Regions from separate parts of the Callithrix jacchus genome. Here region 1 is linked to region 2. Evidence: chromatin contacts called from public Hi-C data. All regions are on one chromosome and are shown on one strand. Each heading gives the region's core, a stretch centred on a gene start, on an enhancer-like site or on the middle of the called end of the contact. The rest is flanking DNA. Distances are from core to core; before and after follow the strand shown.

Region 1 (6,917 bases), core at 360-2,859, 110 kb before region 2:
AAACTTAAGGACAAAAATGATCTTTTGCCTTCTTTGAACTGTACTCTTACAACTAATATTAAAAAAAGACTCCCAAAATCAAATATTCAAAAATAATTTGTTTAAATGCGTTAAAAAATTATTTTCCCCAGTAAACACAGGGATGATCAACCAAAAAAAAAAAAAAAAAAAACCCTCTTGTTTTTTGCTGAAAATAATCTAATTGTATTACTATTTACTACATTAGTGAGTGCCTGGAGATACCTCCCACTTCCATATTTGCCCTTTATTGTATCCACATGTAGATGGAGGTGACTGCAAAAATATGTGCCGACTTCAAGACATAGTGCGGACTGGAGTTGTCTTTATCTGAAGTCTCAGCCATGCCTCCAGTTTCGAGATGAATTTCAATTCACAAGTTCCAGTACCACCGCCACCACCATCACTGGCCGCAGAGAGAATTAGACTGCTAGTAACCTGAAAAACAATCTATAAAAATCCTGTAATTGTTTTCAGTATATCACTTTTTCCTGGTTACTTGTATCCGATAAAACTTCAATTTATTTTAGGCGCTTAAACACGAGGACAAAGAGAATCTTAGCTTTATGCGAAAACGCAACCGTGCATGAGAACTGCTTGTCTTTCTTGGAATGGTCTGTATTTGGGTGAAGTCATCAGACGTCATTACACTTCTTTATTTGGGGGTTGCCGATTCGTTTCCCAGGATTTAAAGACTATAACGATGATAAAAGTCAGTTTCACACCCTGTCAAAGACTTGGCCCGTTGCCTTTTCCTTCCCGGCAATACTCGGTTGGTTCAATTAGGTCTTGTCCCCCCATTATTTGTGAAGACTGAATTCAACCCCCGCCTTTCAACGCAGGCTCTTTGCTCGGGGAAAGTCAAACCATCCCTTAAAGGATCAAAGAGCTCAGCCGTAGACGGAGCCGCCAGAGGAACGCGGAGTCGCTGCGTCAGATGAAAGGGCCCCATCAGCCTCACTCCTAAAGGCAGCTCCTGGGATTTTAAAGACAGGGTCAGGAGGATCAGGAGGGACAAGTGGGATGGAGGCGAAAGGCCGGATCCTTAATCCAGGCCGGAGACAAAGGTGAGTAACTGCTCGTGGTGAATGGGGAGATGGGCAGCGGAAGACTCCTCGCTCCCTAGCCGGGTGGCGTGACTTCAGGAGCACTCAGAAAACCGGCCAGGACTGGGTAGGACAGAAGGTCCCAGCCGGGGCTGACGAACCGGCTACTCGCGGGTGGGGCGAGGTTAGGAACGCCCCTTCCAGGCCCCGCCCTCCCGCGTTGGGCCGGCAACTGGAACTTAGGCAAGCGCCCGGGTCACGCGCCGGGGCTGCCCCGCAGCCTCCAGCTTCCCCGGGCTGGCGTCTCGGAGGAAAAGCGCGTGCCTCACGTCCTCCTCCCCGCCCCGCCCCCTGCGCACTGCGCACGCGCGGCCGCGTCCCGCCCCCTCTCGACCCGAGAGGGTGACGGGGTGAGGGCGGGGGAGCCGAGGTGGGGAGGCCGCCAGAGCTCCCAGACTGCTAGCACGCGAGCCGCCGTCACCCACGCCGCGTCACGGCTCCCGGACCCGCCCTCCTCTGACCCCTCCCCTCTCTCTGTTTCTCCCTCCTCTCCCCCTCCTCCTCCGACCGAGCGGTGGCTTAAGCAACGGAGCGCGGTGAAGCCCATTTTTCTCCTTCCTCGCAGCCGCGCCGGGGAGCTCGCGGCGCGCGGCCCCTGCCCTCCGGCCCGAGATGAATGCTGCGGCAGAAGCCGAGTTCAACATCCTCCTGGCCACCGACTCCTACAAGGTAACGCTCGGGGCGGGGGCAGGTGAAGAGCGGGGCGCGCTGGGCGAGAGCGCGGGGCTGGGGGGCGGGGGCGAGGGCGGCTGGGGCTGGAGTCGCGGCGTGGGGAGGCCCGGGCGGCGGCGGCGGCGGCGACTGGGGCAGGTGAGGCGGCACCGCAGTGAGCAGGAGGTGGCTGGAGAGGATGGAGGGCTGGGCGGCGGAGGCGGGGCCTGGGGGCGCGCGGCGGCGGGGGCGCGGCGGGGTTTGAGGCGGGCCCCTGCGGACTCCCGGGCTCCGGGGCTCGGGGGCTCGGGGGCTCAGGGCTCCCGGCTCCAGGCTTGGGCGTCTCCGCCGAGCGCACGCCCTCCCCTGAAGCGCGGCCTCTTGGCCTGGAGCTGGGACCGGTTAGGTAACGGCCCCAGGGGCCCGCGGTGGAGAGCGAGCGAGCGAGCGGGGCTTTCCCCGCCGAGCCAGCCCGGCGCGCTCGCCCCTCGCTGTGCAGGTAAGTATCTTCCAGGGGGCTTGGTGGGAGAAGTCCTGACGCGGGTGCCGCAGCAGCCGCGGTCCTCTGTCTGCGATCCCGCCGCGAAGAACATTCGCGTGGCCCCTGTATCCGTGCTGAATACCCCTTTCCACTCCACCGGGCTCGGTTTCAAACTCCTTTGCACCTAGTGGTTGCTTGTGCTTCTTACCCCTTGGTATAGAAGCCCATCTGCTCTTAGTGCCTTAGGGTAACTACAGGATTTCTGTGAAAAGGAAAGTGAAACACGAGGATTTAAAGGAACTGTATTTTAACCCTGGAGAACTGGTCTAGAGGGAAATAGCACAACGTTGCGTTCACATGCCCTTTGAACACTTGCATGGGTAGCTGCCACATTCTGTTGATATGAAGCACATAGTAGTAAAGGGAAGAGGTAAAGTAAATTTTACTTCTTGAGCAACATGGTGATTTGGAATACGGTGGTAAAACATAGTACTCTCATGTTTTTGTTTTGGTTCTTTTTTTCCTTTGTTTTTAGCCCTCCTCCGATATTCCAAAAAAGTGTTTTAGAGAATCCCATTTTACTTAAGTTTTATTTTGTCTGTTTCTTTCCACTCAGCTTAAGATGCTGTTTATGATATTTAGATAGGTTATTTAAATCGAGCCAAGATTTATCAGCATGTTATTTTTTAGACACACTTTTAAAGTATTGCAAAATCCGAACACTATCAAGTATGATTCTTGATAGTATTGTCAAGTAAACTTCATAATACCTTAAGTATGGTCCTTTACTTGGTTCTGAAACCACCTCTTGTGTTCTCTTGGTTCAATCATAGTGTTTTCAGAATTTTAAATAGATTTTAGAATAGTTTCATTGATAGTTTTGTAGAATTTTTTTCTTAATCTAAAATAATTTTCAGATTTTTTTCTTTTTACATGTTAGCCAAATGTAAAGGGAGGTTAATTAGTCTAAATTTGAAAAACAGAGGAGTGTAATTTCCTGTAGTTTGCATTTCCTCTAATCATTATACATAAGGAATGTACTTTTAACATCAGTTTTCTGGGGTGCTTTTAGTTAGAATAGTGAATTACCTTAAAGTTTTGTAATCTGGTGAGCCATACCTAATTGCACTATTAGAATTTGCACCTATTTAATAAAGTTTACTTCTGTTGATTTTCAAGTCAGGCTGGTGTGTTTTATCCCTTTTATAATAAGAAACTTCAGGAGATTTTCATCTTAGATTTTTCATTTTTTTTCCCCAAAAGTCACCTCTAGAGGATTCAATCAAGTTGATATGTTTTATACCAGTGGCTTACTACAGTATGCTACAGTAGATTGTATATTCCACGTCACATTTAAGTCTTTTTTTTTTTTTTTTGAGACGAAATTTCGCTGTTGTTACCCAGACTGGAGTGCAATGGCATGATCTCGGCTCATCTCAATCTCCACCTTCTGGGTTCAAGCAATTCTCCTGCCTCAGCCTCCCGAGTAGCTGGGACTACAGGCGCCCACCACCGTGCCCAGCTAACTTTTCTATTTTTAATAGAGACGGGGTTTCACCTTGTTGACCAGGATGGTCTCAATCTCTTGACCTCGGTATCCACCCGCCTCGGCCTCCCAAAGTGCTGGGATTATAGGCGTGAGCCACCGCGCCCGGCCCACATTTAAGTCTTTTAAGTTTCATTTCCCTTACGTTTTTAGGGGTCCTTATAACCTATTTTACATTTTTGTCTTTTTATCTTAGGAAAAAGGACAAAAATCATAATCTTTAGGTTAAAGTAATGAAACTTTTACTTAAAAATTATGTGAGAATGTTACATATCCTCATTAGTGCTTACAAACTATTGGTCAAAGGAGGGGTAGTTTTAGATGTGTTGATGAAGAGAGCAAAGTATTTTTGATTTTTCTAAAACTGAAGAAAGAATACTTGATTTCCTAAGCACTGCAAAAGTTATTTTGCAAGTAGATGGTATGGTAGCTAAGCACATGACAATGGGAATTTTGTTTTGTCTTGTATCCTGTGAAGAGAGTCCAGGTCATTTTGGACCAAAGGAGCATTTGAACTGTATACATCTACTTCTGTAACCTCATACTTTATTGTATATAATAAGGAATTAAGGACACAGTTTAAACCACATTACACATTAGTTATGAAATGTGCTGTCCAGTGTAGGTTGCTTCTCCAAAGGTCATCTATAAGCTGGTTATCTAAATTTCAGCATAGTTTTAGCCATTCATTTAATAAATATTGGTATTGGGTATTATAAAAGAAGACAAAGATACGTACTATTTTGAAATCCACGATGGAGGAAAGTTGATTTTTAGAGGTTTCAAAGAGCTGTGCAATTTATATATGGTGATTAGGAATTGAAGGTAGCTTTTTTCAAAAAAAGAGAATTTTGCTTCCTCTAATGGCAGGATAACAAATCTTTGTTGCTTGTCCTTCAGTGCTTCCGAGCAGATGCTTCAATATTGTCACTGTGGCTCCTGAGGCAACCTGAGCCTCATGGGGAGTAGGGTACTGTTGCAGTTTGTACCCCAGAGACTACCTATGCATTTTTAAGGTACATGAAGGTATATGGGACATTGTCCATATATTTCAATTTTTCCATTATGTTTTATGTTATAAATTTCAGGAAAAACTTGAGCAACATAAATAAAATATATATAATTCATGAATATAATTTCATAGAGAGATTAATTTAAGTCATTAATATTTAAGCTGGTGTTTTCGTTGTGAGTTAATGAAATCTGGTTTAAAGGTGTGACAAAAGAGATAAAAGTCATTAGAAATTCCATGCAGGAAGTTTAAGGGAAAGAGGCAATATGATTATTGGTGGTTTTATAATTTGTCTCTGTCCCAAAAAATATATAATCCAAAATCCTTAAGTCATATTTATGTGCGAGCATTGCTTCAAAGCCAAATAGCAGTGGATTATTTTCGAGGACAACAGACAGGTTTGCAGGGCTTCAGAAATCTTGAATAATACTAAAAAGAAGAATCAGTTATGGTTTTTGCTGTTTCTAGCACGTTAGCTTTGAAGCAGTAGCAGGTTTTAGCCAGTGTTGGGCAGAGTGTATTCCCCTTAGATATTGTATAGCTAAGATAACTTGCTCTGTAACCATAGCTATGTTATCCCATGTGATCTTACATACATACACAGCTTATTTTTTTTAAATGTTGGCTTGTGATTATTAGCAATTTAAAAGTATAACTGAAAAAGTAAGTTAGTAGTACTTGCAGTTGGTCTTGTGATTCCATTGCGGGAGGAAAGATCTTCAAATCAACCCAAAGACATCAAATCAGCCCTATAGGACATGTACAGAAGCATCTAGAGAAAACTAGGCTTTCTTCTTCCAGAAGGATTTTCAACTGAAATATGTGTCTTGTATCTCATACTTTTTTTTTGGAGACAGAGTCCAGCTCTGTCGCCAGGTGTCAGGCTGGAGTGCAGTGGCATGATCTCGGCTCACTGCAACCTCCACCTCCTGGGTTCAAGCATCTCATACTTATTTTTTTAAAACTGTCATACTTGGAACAAGGATATTTAGTGTTGCAATATAGTTTTTTGATAGAGTTCATTGTCTAGCACTCCATAATGAAAAAAGCGTCCATTATTTCAGACTTAGGGCTAGACCCTTTTTGTTCTAGGCACTAAAATAATACCATTTATTATCTAGCATGTAATAATTTTTAGAAGTTTATCTTTCCATGAAGTAAATTAATCACACAACTGAAGGGTTCTGTTCAAAGAACTACATTTTTCTATATGTGTCTATGTTCTTTACCACACATATATTGATGTTCAGGTGGTGTTCTTTCAGCGGCAGGAGTTTAGGAAGCAAGTTTAAGAAGCATTTTCACGGGTAAGATTTGCTGGGATCTTACTAGGTATTTTGTTTTGTCTACATCTACTGAATAATTTCGTATTTATTATAGAACCATTTTTTTTAGTAACAAATCAAGTCGGTGCTAAAAAGTTAACATGATTTAAGAACTTCCTTTTTGTGTTCACTTTAATTTAGAATACTATGAAACTATTTGTTAGCATGATTTAACATTTAAAATTGAGCACTTCGTTTCCCTACCATTTGATAGCCTTCCCCGTTTTTATAAATGGCACTGTTATTAACTCAGTTGCTCAAGCCAAAAATGTAGGAGATATTCTTTTTTTTTTTTTTTTTTGAGACGGAGTTTCGCTCTTGTTACCCAGGCTGGAGTGCAATGGCGCGATCTCAGCTCACCGCAGTCTCCGCCTCCTACGTTCAGGCAATTCTGCCTCAGCCTCCTGAGCAGCTGGGATTACAGGCATGAGCCACCGTGCCCAGCTAATTTTTTGTAATTTTAGTAGAGACGGGGTTTCACCACGTTGACCAAGATGGTCTCGATCTGTTGACCTCGTGATCCACCCGCCTCGGCCTCCCAAAGTGCTGGGATTACAGGAGATATTCTTAATTCTTCCCCTTTATTGTGTTCTACATCCAGTTTATCAGCCTAGTTCCCCTTTACCTCCAAAAACACTAGGCAAATTCTCCCGTCTAACCTAGGAGCCCCTAACTCCTCCTTCCACTTTGGTCACCCTGTAATCCATTCTTATCCACCACCAGGCTGATCCTTTTAAAAGGTGAATTATGTCATATTCACCCCAGCTTAAAGCATAAT
Region 2 (6,525 bases), core at 388-2,887:
ACCCCAATAAAGCTGCATGAAAATCTCCGACTCTCAGTATAATTACTGGAGCTCAAGGCAAGCCCCATCTACTTGGCACCCTTTGCCCCACCCCAACACCCCATCCCCACTGGGTCCCCACCCCTGCATTGGCCTCAGAAAACTGGATACTGAGAGACCTATGTGAGTCTGAGCCTCAGTAATACTGCAGCTGAGGCACAGAAGAGGGAGCCTTTGCTGCCTTCCCGGCCTCTGGCCCCACACGGAGGTCAGGCTGTTGCCACAGTCACAGGAGTCAGCTGGATGCTCCGCGTGCACATGCACCTCATCTACAGGACAGTTGCCAAAACAATCAACCCTGGTGTTTGCTCTGCAGTAGAAAACATGCAGTACTCCTGCTTCACAGCCACACAGGCGGGGTGAGAAGCCAGGAGGGTCCCTCCCAGGGAAGAGCTGCTTTCTTACCCAGCCAGGTTCTCCCCAGAGGCCAAAATATCCCACCCTATACTCAGGAGACAACAGTTCCAAGAAATACAGGGTGAGGAACGAAGGTTTGACCATTGCTTTTCTTCTTCCATTCATTCATACACTCATTCAACCAATGTTTGCTTGAACTTCCACTGTGCTGAGCTCTGGCCTAATCTGGGGATCCAAGGGGGGACTAAAACAATCCTTTTCAAGTAGTTTACAAACTGGTGCAGGAGATACATGAGACAGGCAGTCCTGGGAGGTCCTGTGAGAGGCAGTATGTGCAGTGGCGAGGAGCCTGGGCTCTGCAGCCAGAACACCCAGCTCCAATTTCTGCATGACCTTGGGCAAGTCACTTACCTCTCTGAGTCTCAGTGTCCTCACCTGTGAAATGGGGATGATAACAGTGCCTACCTCACACAAGGTAGGTGCAAGGTCTAAATTAGTTAATACCTGAGAATTGTTTAAAATAGCACCTGGTGGGCCCAGCACAGTGGCTCACACCTGTAATTTCAGCACGCTGGGAGGTCAAGGCATGGATCAATTGTGCCCAGGAGTTGGAGCCCACCCTGGTCAACATAGTGGAAACTCACCTCTACCAAAAAAAAAAATAGAAAATTAGCCAGGTATGGTGGTATGTGCCTGTAGTCCCAGCTACCCAGGAGACTGAGGCAGGAGGATTGATTGAGCCCAGGGAAGTTGGGGCTGCAGTGAGCCGTGATCGTGCCACCACACTCAGCCTGGGTGACAAAGTGAGGCCCTGTGTCAAAAAAAATAAAATGAAATAGTGCCTGGTACAGAATCCTGATTGTTAGGTATTGTGAATATTGGAGAGAAAGGTACTGAGGACTCATAACAGGAGGTCAGGGACCAGTCGTGAAACTCACAACCTCTGAGGGCTGCAGCTTGCCTGTCTGTAACATGAGCAGATCCAAACAAAGGATCCCTGCAGCCCTTCTAGAGTTGGAGTTGTGGGCGAAAGGCGCCACCCGCTGGGCACCTACTAAAGGAGTAGTCAGGGGAACATCTCCTGCCTTGGACATGTAGGATTTAGGGAAAGAGGGAGGACCCTACTTCTCTTGGCTTCACAGGAGGTTTGATGACATCTGGCAGTCTGTTGCCAAGGGCATCAGCTGAGGATAGGCAGGATAGTTCATGCCCAGGCAGGCCCCTCCTCCACCCCAGGGTCCCCAGACCTAGGGACTACAACCCCCCTCCACATCTCCTCTCCTGCCCTCCCCTCAATGCTACCCACCCCATCTCTGGACCCACTTTCCTCTTCTCTTTGTAAATGCCACTGACAGCCTGCGGTCTTGCACATACATCTGCTTCCTTGGCCAGAGGGACTATCGACTCCACAGCACACGTCAGCAGGGAACTTTCAGTGGTCATGTGCCACGGCTTTGGGGAACATAGTCCTGTCCATCCATACCCAGGTCAGGAAAGGACACTGGATGACACATGAAGAACGCTGGAGCTTGGAGCAAGGCTGGCAGCTCCCCAAAACAATGGCTCCAGAGAGAACAGGCCAGCTGGCAGCCCTTCGCTGTCTGATGCAGACTGTACCCTCATCTGTGTCCGCTAGGCCACCAACCAGAGGGGCGTTCCTGGCTGTGGAGCAGGGAGGAATGATGGAGCAAATTCAGAGGGATCCCAGGGTCTACTCTGTATTGTCTTATTCCCTATCAGTTCTTGCCTTCTCTCTCTTCTCCTCATCTTCAGCTAAGAAAAAAGGAAGCGCGGTGAGGGGGCAGCCAAGACCTTGGACCAACCTGGATGCTAATTTCAATCCACAACACTGGATGTAAGCCCTGGCTAGCAGCCCTCAGCTACTTCCAGCTCAACCACCCGAGGCTCCTAGGGCTGAAAATACCCAAGCATCTGATGAAGCAGCTGCAGGTTAAATTTAGCCCTGGCGAACCTGGGACTGAGCTGGGTGCTAGAAGCAGCAGAGCAGATGGACTGATGCACCCATCACAGGTGTGCGGACTGACGATGGCACCTGGGAGGGAAGTGGAGCAAGGGAAAGAGATGGAGCGGGGCCCAAAGCTGGTTCTCATCTTGCAGAAGCATGACAGGACCCGTCAGCCCAGCACTGCTGTCCACAGATGCCAGGCAGGTAGCATCAACAAGCAAGGCAGAAAGATGTACAGAAAGGGGAAGGTGGGATTCTAATAAACTGCAGAGCAGATGTCTCATCTAAAACCACTGGAATAGCCTGGGCGACAGAGGGAGACTCTGTCTCTAAATAAATACATAACAAAGCCACTGGAAGATTTTTAAATAAGATCATGTTAGCTAAATAAACTCCTGCATTTGGTCTGCAGACTCTCAGTGTGATACCCTGGCCTAGGTGAGTGGAGTAGGCAACCCCATGCCCATCATTTCACCACCAGCTATTTCATTGTTTCTTTAGAGTCTTCTGTTACAATCCAAACAGACCTCTGGCTTTGAGATTTCTTAGCTAACTCAGTTATTCTTACTGGTTCCTTTAAAGGAGGAAGGAAGGGGAAATCATCAGCATACATGAACAAATTAACTGGGAAATTAGCACCTGTTAATATGTTCAGAATCAACTAGCTGTTACTTGTATTAAGCAGCAGTTATGAATGAATGCAAAGAATTCCACTCAACTTGGGTTGGAGTCAGACAAGCTTCAGTCTAAATCCTGGCTCTGCGACCACTAGGAAACTAATGGACTTCCCCAAACTGCAGCTTCCTCTGTGGTAGGAAGGCAACCACATGCCTTTCTTGGACTGTTATGAAGATTAAATGAAATAACCCAGGACAGTGTTCAACATGAGATAATTCATGCTCAGTAAATGGCAGGTGAAAAATCATCAGAAATCCAGGTTCTGTGGGACAGGGACTAAGAGCGGGACGGGAAGAAGGCAGTGGGAGAGCCCTTCACAGCTCACAGCTTCCCTGGAGCGTGGGTCCTAGCCCAGGTCAGCCCTCTTGCAGAATCAGAGGGCTTCAGAGCCACGTGGGGCCACACTGCCCCCCTGTGCCCATTTGCCACACTGCAGCTGCATTCAAGCAAGGCTGCCATTTGAGATGCAGAATCAGGCCTGTAGACCATGACTTCACCACTGTCTCTACTCCACTGGAACCCCTCCTGCTGTCTTGTGCTGACATGGGTGGCTGTAGAAGGCAATCATCTAAGAATGCAACGACCTGTCTTGCCAGTCACCCAAGCAAGCCACCCCCACTGGGAGCACTTGTCAAACTTCCCCAAGCGAGCACTTAACCACAGACAGCCCAATAGTGTAAACACCTGGATAGATTTTGAAATAAACATCCACTGACACCAACCCAGACCTACAAAATCAAAATCTCTGAGGATGGATCTAGGGATCCATATAAAAAGAAAACTTTCCCAAAGGAACTTACATTCAGCCGATTTTGAAAACACACTGCTTTAAACCCTTACTGGGCTGCCCTGCAACACCTCTTGGGTCTGACTTGGTTTTACAAGTGACACAAGGAGAAAATGGCAGTTCTCTCTGCACTGAAAATGAGTATTCCCACAGAGCTGGAGAAGCAAGGAGGTAAGGAGTGGATGAAAGGAAGTGGACAGAGCAGGAGGTGGAAAAAAGGAGACCCTGAGGAAGACAGACAGAAAAGAAGGAAAACAGAGAGAGAGAGAGAAATGGGAGAGAGGAGGAAAGGGAGGAGGAGGGAGTGAGGGAGGGAAGGGGGAGAGATCTATAAAGACAGACATGAGAAGGATGCAGCACACTCCTGTACTCATGACGGCACTTTGCTAGGGCAGTAATAACCTGTGCCAAAACAACATAGTAGATTAAGAAAGAAAAGTATTTTAATGTTGACATAGGATTCATACCTACAATATGCAAAAAGTTCTACATATTAACAAGGATACAAAAAATACAAAGAAATGAGCAAAGACATGGAGAGAAGATCCAAATACTCAAGACATGAAAAAGTGTTCAGCTCACTAGCAGTTTGGGAAATGCCGATCATTATATAACTATACTTACTGGCAAAAGTCAGAAAGCCACTTACTTATTGCTGGGTGGGATGTAGGGGAAAGGACTTCTTTAAATCTTGATGGTAAAAGATGTCAATCGTTCCTGAACTTTGAAATGCTGTCTGATGTCATCTAACAGAATTTACCGCTTAATCAATCCACCTGTTTCATTCTGGGGACTTGCTCTTGAGATTAAAACACTAGGACACATCAACATTTGCACAAGAATGTGAATTGCAGCATGGTTCCCAGTATAAAAACACCAGTACAAAGAAAAAGGCCAGTAATAAAGGACTGTTGAATAAACACTGATACATCTAGCCCATTCAATATGGCTTTAGACAGCAATTAAAAGGAATGAATAAGAGCCATATTGGAGTTGAAATTTAAGGAATGAGTTATTGTGTGGAAAACAATAATTTTTTTAAAAGGGCAAAAATGTTCATAATAGTGATCTATTTTTGTAAAACAAAGCGACAGAAATTTCTAGTGCATATATGTGTATGTGTGTGCAGGGCTGATACTCAGCCAGCTCCCACTGATAAAACCATATTGGATATTTCAGCCAGCATTCACTGTGTTTGGATGGTACTGTGCATACTGCAGCCAGCATGTATTTGCTACGTATTTTGAATGTCATTCCTGCACATATGCATTCATGTTACTGTATATGAGCATATAAGAAATATGGAGAAAATATAGGTGGCTATATAGTAGGTTGTTAACATGGATTACCTGGAAAGGAAAGAACGCTTCTTTAGGTAGGACAAGGGGAACTAAAAGAAGGGATAACCAATCCAATAAGGACGAGAAAAAAGAAAAATAAAGACAGCAGGAAAACCTGTATAACACAGTCACAAATACGCTATGCATTTCTGTAAAATTATATACATGTTTTCAAGTACATGGCATTTTAAACATATAAATGTGAGAAGTTTGTATTAGTCTGCAGTTGTTGCAATCATGCTGTGTAACAACCCAAACCCCAAAATCTCAGCAATATACAATAAAAACATGTATTTCTCATTCACAGATCTATGGATCAGGCTCCAGTCAGCTCCTGTGTCTCTCATTCTGAAACCAGAACCGCCCGGGGCATGCTTTTCCCGTGGAAGATGGCAGTGGCACAGGAGGATAAGCTAAGGCACGCAAGCATACGTCAATTCCCTGCTTGTGTCTCATTCACGCACACTCTGATGTCTGAAGGAAGTCACATGGCCAACCCAACATCAGCAGGATAATATGCTCTTCCCATAAAGCGGGGGGAGGGAGGGGAGGAAGAGCAAATACTTGCTAAATGAAAATGCAATCTCCTCCAGAGTCCTGTGGAAAGCTAGGCAAGAGAGGATGATTTACCATGGAGAGAGAGCTCTCTTGAACAAGAAAAGAGAAGTAAGGACAATGACACGGGCATGTTGTGCAAATGGCCTAGTCAGCTGAAGAACACAGATAGCTCTGTCCTGACACCACATCACAACAGCTGAGACAGTTGCTGGGGAAGAGTGTGAGCTGGTGCCACATTTTTGGAAGACTGTTCGATAATGAATCTTAAAATATAAAATGCACAAACTTGAAAAACAAGTCTACAGTTTCCCTCCTGGAATGGAACCTCTCTGTGGCTATACTAGCCAAATGACATCAGGTAAAGCAATGTTTATAGAAGGAAACAAAAACTAGGAAAACAACCTAAATATCAGAAGAAAATGATTCAATAGATCATGCTATAGTCATAAAATGTAACATTCCGCAATTGTTAAAAACAGAATACAAGCACTCTACACAGGCACATACCTAGAAATATCTTCAAGATGTATTAATATGTTTAAAGTCAAAGTTCAAAAAACTGAGGAAAGAATATAAGCAGGCAAGTCATACATAAGAAAACCCAAATTGCGAATGAATATAAAACATGCTCTACTTCACCAGTGAGTAGGGTTTTGGAATTACACATACAGTAAGACACCATTCCACCCTCAGAAAAATGGATTTTAAAAATGTGACAATACCAAGTGTTGGCAAAAAATGTAGAAAAGCAGCAACTCTTACACAGTAGCAACAGTATCATTCACAAGTAGTAAAGGAAA

Evidence for each region. Hi-C and Micro-C count contacts between places; a contact is called where the count stands out from the background.
Region 1: a Hi-C map of skeletal muscle shows a contact between it and region 2, with 6 times the contacts expected there. The contact joins the promoter of NAMPT here to the enhancer-like site in region 2. A contact is called at or near these places in 2 of 3 Hi-C or Micro-C datasets (both in skeletal muscle).

Annotation. Positions count from the first base shown.
Region 1 is chr11:76,679,736-76,686,652 of calJac240_pri, reverse strand. It overlaps NAMPT (nicotinamide phosphoribosyltransferase), which reads left to right and starts at 1,609. Exons shown (of 11, transcript XM_078343125.1): 1 at 1,609-1,934. The coding sequence starts at 1,737.
Region 2 is chr11:76,571,558-76,578,082 of calJac240_pri, reverse strand. All of the region lies in intron 2 of LOC144578394 (a long non-coding RNA gene), which reads right to left. Among named protein-coding and RNA genes, the nearest start is that of SYPL1, 72 kb to the right of the region's middle. Within about 2 kb of position 1,637, at least 5 of the 16 cell types and tissues checked have an H3K27ac peak or open chromatin away from gene starts, as enhancers often do. A contact at or near this core is called in skeletal muscle, where this site is marked.